Regions from separate parts of the Macaca mulatta genome. Here region 1 is linked to region 2. Evidence: chromatin contacts called from public Hi-C data. All regions are on one chromosome and are shown on one strand. Each heading gives the region's core, a stretch centred on a gene start, on an enhancer-like site or on the middle of the called end of the contact. The rest is flanking DNA. Distances are from core to core; before and after follow the strand shown. Region 1 overlaps CDHR3 (cadherin related family member 3). Region 2 overlaps ATXN7L1 (ataxin 7 like 1).

Region 1 (6,196 bases), core at 797-3,296, 270 kb before region 2:
TGGGATTACAGGCATGAGCCACCATGCCCCACCTGTAGTTCACTTTTAAGTACATTTTTTAAAAGTAAAAAATTTGAAGCAGCTGCCACCCTAGTGTAGAATGGATAAATAAGTTGTGATATAATCATAGAATGAAATCAGACACAACAATGAAGAGAACTGAAGTACTGCTAGACAGGACAACATGGATGAATCTCATATGCAGGATGCTGATCTGGACACACAAGAGCACATTCTGTGTGATTCCACTTATACGAAATTCAAAAAAGGCAAAACTAATCTCTGATGATAAAGATCAGAATAGTGGCTGCCTCTGGGAGGAGTGTTGAACAGATCTAATGTGTTCAGTCATCTAGTTGAACACATTAGATCTGTGTACTTTGACTATAAGTTACACAGTACCACAAGAGAAAACAAAAGAAGGTGCCTACTGCATTTTCTTCCCAGATGACCAACTCTTAATGTATTCATCTGTTTTTTCACTGTTCTGCTTCTTTTGAAGAAGATTTGAGGTGACTTACAAAGGTATATGGTATATTTATAAGTGAAGAAATCTGGGTGATGTTAAAACCAGGGCAGGAAAATAAGGTGGAAACCAGATGTAAGGATGGTCTTCACTATTTGTGTCAGGAAGTCCTGTGAACTTCCTATGGTGAACAGAATAGAGCTTCCTAGCAGTCAATGCAAAGAAGAAACAATTCCACACCCCAAAGTTAACAGTCCTGCTGATCAGAAGCACAGGTAGTTCTGAGATCTGATAGAAAATGTTCCTGTATCATTTCAGAACAGGAAACTATGTGATCAAATCCCTTTCTATTTGAAAATTTGTCAGATGTCTCATGTTTGACCCTGGATGTCTGAATCCCCTCAGCCCACATTGTCCCACCTACGCCATGCCCACACTGTCCCCATAGAATTTAGGGTGAGGCAGCATCCCAGTGATTGACAGGCCCCTGTTTACTTTCCTGGGTGTGGTTTGGGGGAAGCCCTGTTAATGAAGGCTGGATTTCTGTTCTTTGGGGTGCCCAGCTTGCCATCCTCATTTCTGGAACCCAGACCAGCATCCTCAGCCCACGCTTTGCCACTCAGCTCATCTTTTCCCCTGTTGGCGCTTCTCAGTGGCCCCATCCCTTCCCCAGCAGCGACTCTGCATGGGGCCGCTCCCTGGGAGCTGAGCTCTTTCCATTTTGGCATTTGGGTTAGTGGATCTTTCCACTTTCTGGATCCAGTTTTTGAGTTGAATGCATATATTTCCCCGGTCACTAGTGAAGAAAAAAACACAACAATCACATAAACCAGAAAATTCCAATGACTGTCTCTTCCCCCACTTCTACCCTGCTCTGTTCTGACTCCCAAGGGAAGATGAAGCACACTAGAAGATGTGAATCACTGACACCGACAGCAGACATGTGAATAGCACTGCAGTCTCCAACAGCCTGCCCTTGTCACAAGCCATGCTGCTTGGACCACACAGGTAGCAAACAGCAAACCTCTCTGGATAGAAAGGCTTAGGAGCATCTCAAGGACATCTCAATTGCAGGATGAGAAGGCCGTGTAAATCTTGAACTCCATGCAAGCTTTGGATAAATTAGGTTCAGTTTCTAATGGGATTACCCATTACTTTCTGATTCGTTTTGTTTGTTTTAAAAGACCCCTGAATTCCTGCTATAAAAAGGAATTCACCAAGTGAGAAGGAAAAGGCTGATTTTTATTTATGTTAGGTTAGCAGCAATTTGTAGACACAGACACACAAATCTGGTCCCACTTGAGATGATGCAAGGAAGCCATTTTTATTGTGTCCAAGCCAGCAGACGCTAATTGATTTAGGCCAGTTGGCTCATGTCTTTCTTTTTTTTTTTCTCTCAACTACACAAAAACACAAAAATCCTCCTCTGCCTTTTGCTCTGGAAGATCAGGTTTAAGGCAAGCCCTTGCTTCTTGTCATTTCCATACAGCATGAGTGGCCTCTCAGCTCAGGATCCCACCAGCACTTATGCTAATGTAGGCACATTATGGTAACAAGCACCTAATAATAGAGGGAAATTTAATTCCAGCAGCAGCAGCAGCAGCGGCAGCAGCCTCTCACTGGAGAGGAGCCATCCTCCTTAGGAGGAGGACCGGTGCCGTTTGCATATGAGGGTGGCAGGAAGCCAACACACTTGCCTCCTGAATTTGGTTTCCTTCCTTTTATTCACGTCTATAATTGAGCCTTTGTAAGTGGAGGGATGAGTGTAAAGGAGCTAAATTTGGAGCTGATTTCACGGGGGTGATGAGAGCTCTGGAGGCCAGCTCTACCTTATGTTCATCTTGCCGACCAAGAAGAAATTCTTGGCCCTGATCTAGGGAAAAAAGAAACTACACTTGCCATTTCTCTGTATCTTCCACTACTAATAAAATGCTATTAGAAGCATCCAGGAAGAATGTGGATGGGGGGCGGGGGGCGCAATGAGTACCAAAAAGCAGGAAAAAACCGTAGATTCCTGGATTCACCAGTTGCCTCAGCTGGTTCGTAATTTAGGAAGGGAGGCAAGAAAGAGGCATGGCCCTTGAACGTGAGCCTTTAGGTGGAGACCCACTGAGGCCTCACGAGTGTGATCCTGTAATTGAGCATCTGCAAGCCAGCTGGGTTCACAGCTGATCTCACGTTGTATTAGCCTGGAAGAGTCAGCACTGTATAGGCGACATAGCCAAACGGAATCACAAAATGAGTTAAAAGCAGGAAATTGGATAAGGTCCTCCATGCTTCTACCAGTCTGGAATATGAAAAGCATTCTTACAGCCGTATTGCCACTTAATTACCTGGATTTATGACTTCTCCATCAAAGACTGTTCATCTGGATAGTTTCCTAAGGAGAAGACAGAGACGGCATCAAACATAACCCTACATTCCTCCCCCCAGGCAAAGCCATGCATCCTTACAACCCAAGTTCCTTACCCAAAGCCTTCTTGACTTCTAAGTCTTTAATAGGCACTGTACTAGATGCTGGGGACACAGCAGTGAACAAGGCAGGCATGGGCACTGCCTGTACAAAGCTTGCCAGTTACAAACAGGTGCTGCAATGCAGAGTGATAAGGCTCTGATGGGCAGATGTAGGCTGTCATGGGGCACAGGTAGGGGTAGAGGAGACATTTAAACCACACTTGGGGGTTAAGGAAGCATCCTGAGTAAATAAAATCTAAGCGTAGAAGGAAGAGTGGAAATGCCACACAGCATGGCTAAGACCTACATTTTGTCAGTGGATCGCTGTCAGGCATTGTCAAGGTGGACACAGGTGAGCTCCTAGGTGTCCGTACCTCTGGCCCTGGCACTCCGGCCCTCCCCTGCGGCGGCCTCCCATTGCCTAGGCCAATGCAATGTCGCATCTGGGCCTCACCTAAGTCCTGTGCTCCAGGTCTGTTCTCTTCCCTGATATGTCCTCGGTGCCACCCTCCAGGACCTGACTTCTGCCTAATGCACCTGTCCCTCGTCCCCATAGAAACACCCCTTCCCTCACATGCTGCCCTCTAGAGGTGCCAAAGTCAGGGTCGCTAGCACAGTAGCAGGGATTGTGTTTGGAGTTTGGCTAGCTTTCCAATCCCCAGGTTTTATCACTTAAAGGATCCCCTACCTAGTTCCCCACAACTCCCCAACTCTGAAGACAGAGGAAATGGGGATTACACAGGCTTCATCAATTTGACCAGCTAAGCAGCCCCACTTTTTGTGGTCACGGGTATTTATTTAATAGACTAATTTAATATTACATAGTTCTAGAGCAATCTCTAAGTGGCATCCCCAAGGGTACTCGCCTTAGACAATCAGACCCAGGAGACCAGAGACTGCCTCTTCTTCCTGTTTGTACACTGGCCAGAACATAGAAGACTTAGGGGATGGATGTGCCTGAAGCCAAAATTCCAGCGCCCTGCATTGACTTCCTCATGGGAGGAGCCATTGAATTATCATGCAACAAATTCATGAAGCTTGGACCATGACAAAGCCTTACTCATGAGGGTAGGGAAGAGCTGGAGGGAGCCACCTTCAAGTTCTTTCACTTCACTTCCCAGGGGGTAGAGAAGGTTATGTCAGAGAGAGAGAGAGAGAGGTGGAGGAGAGGGAACTTTCCAGCTATCCTGTAACACTTTGCATTTGTGTGACACTTAACAATTTTCAAACTATTCCTCCATCTGTTATCTCAGGGCAGATGTCCTCACCCCCCATTTTACAGGCGAGGAACCTAAAGCTCAGCAAGGCCAGGGAAGTCCCCAAAGTGATAAGGCTAAGTGGGCAGAGCCAACCCCGGACCAGGCAGGGCCCTTTCTCTGTCACTTTTCTGCATGATACTGGAAGAGCAAAGGAAATTTAAATCAGCTGGGCGCAGTGGCTCATGTCTATAATCCCAGTGCTTTGGGAGGCCGCAGTGGGTGGATCACTTGAGGTCAGGAGTTCAAGACCAGCCTGGCCAATATGGTGAAACCCCATCTCTACTAATAATACAAAAAATTATCTAGGTGTGGTGGCACATGTCTGTAATCCCAGCTAGTTGGGAGGCTGAGGCATGAAAATCGCTTGAGTCCAGGAGGCAGTGGTTGCAGTGAGCCGAGATTATGCTATTCCACTCCAGCCTGAGCAACAGAGTGAAACTGTGTCTCAAAAAAAAAAGAAAGAAAGAAAGAAAGAAAATTTAAATATCATTGGAGGCTGAAGCACTAGTTTTGGTCTTTAAGCTTCACTCCCCCAACTCACTCTCGTGGAGAGCTGGTATAGATAATAAACACCACTACTCAATATTTATGAAATCCAGTTCTTCTGCAAATATATCAGCAGGCATGTTCAGTGGAGGGAACAGATTCTATCAGGAGCTCGTCACACAGCAATCTGTTCCAGTAGCCAAATGCAAGCACCTCTCTGAATGATAAGCATGCCCACAAGGCTGTGTCAGGCCTGCCTTCGGGGGAGATGGGGCCCCTATCCCCCAGTGTCTATGCCTGGTGCCCCACACTGCCCATACTCACCACCACAACGTCTCTCTTTGCAGTCTTCGTTTCTGCAGAGAACAGAACAGGCAGAAGTTAAGCTTCTTGGGCATTAAATTGACCTTAAAATTCCACCCCCACAATGGTATTTCCCCTAAATAGGCTTTGATCTCAGTCTTGCAGACACAGCAAAGAATTGTTCTGTCTGTAGATGTGTTTGTTGACAGCTTTCCATCTTCTCAGAAAAAAAATGCATACACATATGTATATACACACACAACAGTGGGTTTTTTTACTCTTTTTCTAGCTTGTTATCAGTGGACCTAGAAAAATGGCTTTTAAATGGCTTTTAAGATAAGAAAGAAAGATTGGATTGGATACCTCTTTTCATAAAGTGGGAGTTTTATGCATTCATTCCCCAAGCCCTTTTATTTTATTTCATTGTTTTATTTTATTTTGAGGCAGGATCTCACTCTTGTCGCCCAGGCTGGAGTGCGGTGGCACACTCACAACTCGTTGCAGCCTTGACCTCCCAAGCTCAAGCCATCCTCTCAGCTGCCTCCCCAGTAGCTAAGACTGCAGGCGTACACTACCACACCCAGCTAATTTTTTAAATTTTTTTCTACAGACAGGGTTTCACTATGTTGCCCAGGCTGGTCTCGAACTTCTGGGCTCAAGTGATCCTCTAGCCTCAGCCTCCCAGAGTGCTGGGATTATAAGTGTGAGCCACCATGCCCAGCCCCCAGCCCCTTTTTAAAAAGTGGGATTAGAGATAGTTTGTGAAAATCTCATTTATTAAAATCATCACTCTCAATATGATCAATAACCACTATAATCAAATTTCTAACCCTGTTGAGACAAGCCTTAAGCATGTCAGACACATGTCTGTGAATGAAGTGATTAAAGCAAGCATTTTTTTTTTTTTTAATTAAAACACTGTCCAATTCTTTGTCCTGTCTCCCCAACACTCTGGAGTCTACTTGAGGCCGGGCCAGGACACCTCCTCAGACCTGGAGCTGCTCAGATGGACCTTCCCCGCCCCCCCTCCAATGTACCCACTTCCTTGAAGTCATTCAGCTTTCTTGGCCCATCTCACCACCCCCATCTCCCCTTTCTCACTAGTCTAAATAATTTGTGGAAATGATCAAATCCATTAGAATCTGGGTATCAAGTATTATCTGGTTTTTGTTTTTGTTTTTTTTTTTTTTGAGACAGAGTCTCGCTATGTCACCCAGTCTGGAGGGCA
Region 2 (6,038 bases), core at 259-2,758:
GCATTTACTTTCCAAAGGGAGAAAGCAAGACAACAAGAGAAATGAAGGCATCTCCGGGAGTGGACCAGAGAGCAGCCAAGCCATAGAGAAGCATCAGGTGTGAGAATGGGAAGCGCAGAAGAGGCGTACGACTTCTGAAAGATCTCAGAGGACTGGCATTGTCTGGAGAAGGCTTCCTGGAAGAGGAGACTCCAGCAGAGCCCTGAAGTGTGGACAAGCTTCCATTCACTGCAAATTCGTGAGCACACTCTGGTGTCAGGATCTAGTAAGAAAATGGGCTTGAGCAGAGCAGGGGGTACCTGTGGGGTTCTTCTCTTCATTTTCACCACCACAACACTGGTCTAAGCTACCATCAGTTCCCACCTGGACAACTGCAAAAGCCTTCCAGCTGCTCCTGCTTCCACTCTTGCTCCTCTACAATTCATTCTGCACACAGAAGTCAGAATCAAAATCAAAGTTCATCATGTCATTCTCTTGACTTGTGGCTTCCCATTGCTCTTAAACTAAAAGTAGAAATCATTATCATGGCTACAAAGTCTTGTGTGGTCTGGGCCACATCCTGTGCCAGGCTACCTTTCATTGTCTATATTCCAGTCAAGCTGGCCTTCAAAATTTCAGCACATTGGGTCTTTCTGCCACAGGGCCTTTGCACATACATGCTTTTCCCTCTGTACATGTGATTTTCTTTCATCCTCTCTTTCCAAAGCTAACTCCGACTCATCCTTCAGACTGCATCTTAATGATTACTTCCTTCTGGAAGACTCCCCTAATTTTCACAACTAGATTAGCTCTCCCTCATATGTTGAAAACAAGTATTTCTTGTGTGAACATATATGTTTAACGTCTGCCTTCCCAACTCAGCCACAAGCTCTGTGAGGGTGGGGACTCAGTCTTTGCATCTCTCGGAGCCTAGCATAGTCTCAGTAAATACATGATAGCTGGAGCGTGACATTTCATTAGGAACAGTGAGGCTTGTTGAGAAATTATACCTCACCAGTATATAGGAGAGTACCATTATGAATTCTTAATGGGATGAAAACCTGAATTCATGTCTAGACCCTGCCACCTGCTGGCTGTGCTGTTTTAAATAAATTGCAGATCCTCTCAGAGCCTGCTTCCTCATATATAAAATAATGGGGATCCTAACAGCCCCCTCAAATGGTTGTAGCAGGAATTTAATTAAATAATATATGGAAAGGCATTTTTAACTGTGAAACCAGACATAAATATCGTTTGTCATTTTTCCCAGTGCATGGCACACTGGGTCATTAAACATCTATTGGATGGATGGATGGACAGACAGATTAACAGTTAGGGGGCCCGTATGAGTGACAAGAGGAGAACTCGGCATATGGAAAGCATGATGGAAGCCAGAAAAAGGAGAGACTTCCCAGAAATAGGACGAGGCTTGTTGATTCATCCACAGTGTCACACGCAGTAGAGCAGGCAAGAGAATGAGGGGGAGAAATCATTTAACCGGGGTGGAAGGAAATCACTGGTGACCTCTGGCCGATTCCTCCTCAGCCTTTTCTTGTTATCTGGGCTTTCAATGACATGCCTTAATTGTAACTTAATCACTTTACTGATTTCTATCTTGGGGAGGGGGGGAATCAAATTGATTTGCACATACGGCAAAATTGGTAAGATTACTCCAGCTGCTGCCAGCAGGTGCTGACAAGTGAAGAACTGAACGTCAGAGAATAAGAAAATACACTAAACATTTATTTTAATAAGGCCTAGAAACCTTAGTTATTTAATAAATTGCCATGGATAATTGGTTTCAGTTTCAAGAGTTGATTCATCTTTAACTCCCTGTGTTCCAGAAGGAATCGTGCTGGATGTGTAGACAGAGCCTTGTGGTTTGAGACCCATCTGAGCTATCACACATTTCTCTGAGCCTTTTCCTGTCTCTCTGATCACACCCCACTTCCTGCCACCACTCCCAGCATCCACCTGGGATAGGTCACTCTGACACACACACACACACACACGCACACACACGCACACGCGTGCACTCGCGCTTATTCACTATCCAAGCTGCTAGTCTTTTTATTGGCTCCTCCTCAGGCGAAGAGGTTTAAGCCTCACCTCCCTGCTGGGCCCTGATCCAGCTGATCTGTTTGTGTATGAACCTTGGGAGTGAGTGGCCCGAGCTGGACCTGAGCCCAGCATTTATCATCTCGGCGCTGACTCCCACAGAAGAAGGAAGACATAATGAATAAATGAAACCCCATGACTATTTCAACATTCATCAGCCCAGTACTCCAAACCTGGCTGATAAAATTGGCTACCTGGATTTAAAAAAAAAAAAAAAAAGTAAGAAAAGTAAGAATAAACTAGAAAAAAAGGCCACTAAATAATATTTTTTATATGATTTAGTATATTTGTTATATATTTAACATTTTCTGTGTAGTAGTTGGTGATATGTTACATGGGTTTATGGGGAAAGGAGGCAGCATGCAAGAACATTTTTAAATGGTTCAAAGAAAGGATTTGAAGCCTTACCACCCCCTGCCAGCCCACAGACCCCCTTCAGCTGGATGGCTCAAGATGTAAAGACAGAATTGCGCCTGTCTCCCTTCTCTTCCCCGTACCTCCCAAATCAAGGACCTTTTTTACTGTCCTGTGTTCAGATGTGGAGTGTCATCGGCAGAGTGGTTTCCTATGAACTGATCACATCGTTTGCTAAGAAGGAAGGCTAAGGCCCTGGTCTATCTACAGATGGCACAGTTCTGGGAAGAACCACCACATTCTACCCTGGGCAGTGTAGGGAGGTACAGAGTAAAGACTTCACACACCCGCCTGTGTTCTGTGGTAGGCCCTCGAGGAAAAACTGGGTGGTCACCAGGGAGACCTAGGCATAGGCAGGGAAGGGCCCCCTTGCAGAGTGGCATGGCAGGGGACCACAGAGCCAGAGCCTGTCACCACTGATCTGTCCTCCACTGGACTACCAAAGGGGCAAACCCCAAAGCTCTTGAGTCCTTCCAGTGTCCAGAAACGTGAGGCTAAAATCTCCTGCTTCACATTGAAGAGTGTGATGGTTCAGAGCCGGACTGGGAGCAAGGTTCACTGCTCAGCCAGCCTTGTCTAGCTCCTGCTCTGACTGAGTGTAAATCTTCTCATGTGTGGAAAATGGGTATAATCATGCTTCTCAGAGAGGTGGTATGAGGATTAAACATCATTATGCATGTAATATGCTTAGACTGAGCCCAGCCCAGGAGGAGAAGTGAGCTGATGGAAGCATGGAAGGCTCTGATAGGTTTATTCCCCTTACGAAGTTCTGCTTTCCCTTCACATATCACTGCTGGGAGCCAGCCCAGCCTGCTCGCCAGGAATTTCATTCCACCATAGCTCTTAGAGGTCGAGGTGGGAAACCTCAAGAAGAAAGCAGTCCATGAGGGGTTTTGGAGCAGGGACTGGGAAGAGGGACAGGGATGGAAAAAAGGCTTAGGGAAGAACTGTGGAATTCCTAGTGATCCAGAGAGGGCCTAGAAGAAGAGCACCAGCCAGCTGGGAACACAAGTACTTAGCCTCGAAACAAAGCAACCGTGTCCCAGGGCTCAGGCAGGGTGAATTCCAAGGCATATCAAATCTTTCAAAAAGGGCCAGGCATGGTGGCTCACACCTGTAATCCCAGTACTTTTGGAGGCCGAGGCAGGAGGATTGCTTGATCCCAAGAGTTTGAGACCAGCCTGGGCAATATAGTGAGACTCTATCACTACAAAAATATGTAAAAATTAGCCAGGTGGGGTTATGCACACATGTAGCCCAAGCTACTTAGGGGGCTGAGGTGGGAGAATCACTCCTTGAGCCCAGGAGATGGAGGGTGTAGTGAGCTGTGATCGCACCACTGCACTCCAGTCTGGGTGACAGAGCGAGACCTGTCTCAAAAAAAAAAAAAAAAAATACAGAAAGGTAGACTAGGATGATAACTGGGGGGAAAAAAAAAAAGCTTTTAAATGTCTGCCTTTTTGGTGAAAAATAATTCAAATTAATTTGGCTTTGAGAATTTTTAATGCACACATCGTAATAATTGCATAAACCCCAGAGCATTGTAAAATCAGAGTTGGAAATCTCTTACCATCTATACTATAAAAGCAAGAACCTAATCTTTAAAACTCCTGAGCCCAAGGAAGTTATCAGTCTGCCTGTGAAATTTGCCTCCTTCCTTCTTGTGATTATCTTTTCCCTCCCTATCCCTTTTTGTCCTTACCTTCTCTCTAGTGAATGTGAGCAGAGAGGAGGCCTCACAAACCTGATTTTTTTTTTCCAAAGATACAATCCCTAGGAAAACCAAGGAGAGAAATAAGAATAGAGAACCAGCATGTGCTCATTTAGGCCCTCTACCTAATTTCTTTTATTTCCCTCTGATGTCTTTTTGGCCCCTTTCGTGGCTGTACAACTAATGCTGTAATGGTTTTGAAGGTAGTGTTAGTAGCCTATTAAGTTTGAAGGGAGCCTTGACTTCTGAGTCCTTTTATCATATCCATCTTTTGGGAGCTTTTTTCCCCTCTGCAAATCAAAACAGGTATTTAATTCAGACATACTTAATTTTAAGTGTTAAAAATCTCCCATATATTAGTATGACGCTACTCATTTATTTTGTCCATCATGTAGGTGCCATAGCTCTGGAGCATATAATTTAGGGTTCTGGACTTTACCACAGGTACCTGGAGGTCATCACCGTTAAGTGAATGAGTTCTTTCTTAAGCCAATATTTGATCAAGCCTTGAAAATACTAATAATTATGTTCATGGGACTGCCTGCTGAGATTAGAAAACGAAAAAATCTTAAAGCTTACATTTCTTGCATAAGTAAATAGCCACATTTAATCTTCCCTTCATCTGTGATTTATATTTATTACATTTGGTGAGCTTGGTTAGTGGTTTAGATTCCTTAGGTTTTTGCTACATCCAGGGTCCTATTATGCAATCATCTTTGATAAAAACTAATGCATACAACACTGGACCCTAGAGTATAACATGATGCCAAATCCCTTTCCAAATGTGTTTCCTACTAAAGCAAACTATATTGAAAGGCATTAAAGAGAAGCATTCCCTGGTCACTTCCAATTGGAAATATATATATTTCTTTTTTCATAAATCACATTCACGTTGTTCTCTGTCTCATTACCTCTATTGTGAGCGCTCCCTTTGCCCACACGCTCATGAGAAAGCGATTACGGTGGGTTGTGCCCTCCTTAAGAACATGGCTGGCAAACAGGGTCTTTTTAAATGAGTGATTATTTGCATCAAAATGAGTGCATTTGGACATATTGGCATGCATCAAGAGCAAAATCCAGACAGTGAGAAACTGCAGATTAGACAGCAAGAGTCTTCAACAGAAAAATTGTAAGGAAAATAATGAGGGGGAAATTGGTCGCTTAAAATAAGTTTAAAAGGCATGCAAAACATGGGAGGACTGACATGCAGCCTCTGAGGATACACACATGGGCGATGACATCATAAACACACACAAGGACACAAAGACTGTGGAGCCAGGAGTCTGCTTACTGAGGGAGGTGGGTGGCTACAAGTGGACCAGACACATGGAGTGGGGTGCTTGGCAAAGTTCTGTGTCTCCACCTGCATGGTGGTTACCTCGATGCTTACCTTCCCATCCCTCCCAACGCAGTGCATCTCTTTTGTGTGGTTTTCACTGCCCATGCTTTATTTTACAATACAAAGCTTTTCTTTTAATGAGTCTCCTCAGGGTTCACATAACCAACATTTTTTTGGGAAATTCACTTTAGAGATTGGGGTCTAATAATAAAATGTGTCTCACTTTTCTCACTAAGAGGGAAATTGAAATTCCAGCTGGAAATTCACCAGTAGGATTATCTGACAGCTTGGTCAGAAATGAGAGAAAAATTTAAAAAGAGGGCCAGTGGATGGAGCTTTTCTAGGTTCTGGCTACAGAAGACTCCCCTGGTCTTTATTTTTTTCCACGTTCATTTACACAGTGAATTATGTAGTTACCACTTTTAGTAATGGAATAAGCCTTTGCAGACTCACCTCCTCTAAACAAAAACAAGGACC

The links. A called contact is a pair of places that touch in the nucleus more often than the background predicts.
Region 1: a Hi-C map of fetal cortical plate shows a contact between it and region 2, with 2.2 times the contacts expected there. The contact joins two enhancer-like sites. A contact is called at or near these places in 5 of 14 Hi-C or Micro-C datasets (CD4 T cells, blood, fetal cortical plate and 2 more).

Annotation. Positions count from the first base shown.
Region 1 is chr3:145,624,356-145,630,551 of T2T-MMU8v2.0, reverse strand. It overlaps CDHR3 (cadherin related family member 3), which reads right to left. Exons shown (of 24, transcript XM_077998186.1): 21 at 4,990-5,021; 22 at 2,830-2,846; 23 at 2,800-2,828; 24 at 1-1,262. The coding sequence ends at 958. Among named protein-coding and RNA genes, the nearest start is that of SYPL1, 83 kb to the left of the region's middle. Within about 2 kb of position 2,046, at least 13 of the 40 cell types and tissues checked have an H3K27ac peak or open chromatin away from gene starts, as enhancers often do. A contact at or near this core is called in fetal cortical plate, where this site is marked.
Region 2 is chr3:145,355,516-145,361,553 of T2T-MMU8v2.0, reverse strand. All of the region lies in intron 3 of ATXN7L1 (ataxin 7 like 1), which reads left to right. Among named protein-coding and RNA genes, the nearest start is that of ATXN7L1, 120 kb to the left of the region's middle. Within about 2 kb of position 1,508, at least 4 of the 40 cell types and tissues checked have an H3K27ac peak or open chromatin away from gene starts, as enhancers often do. A contact at or near this core is called in fetal cortical plate, where this site is marked.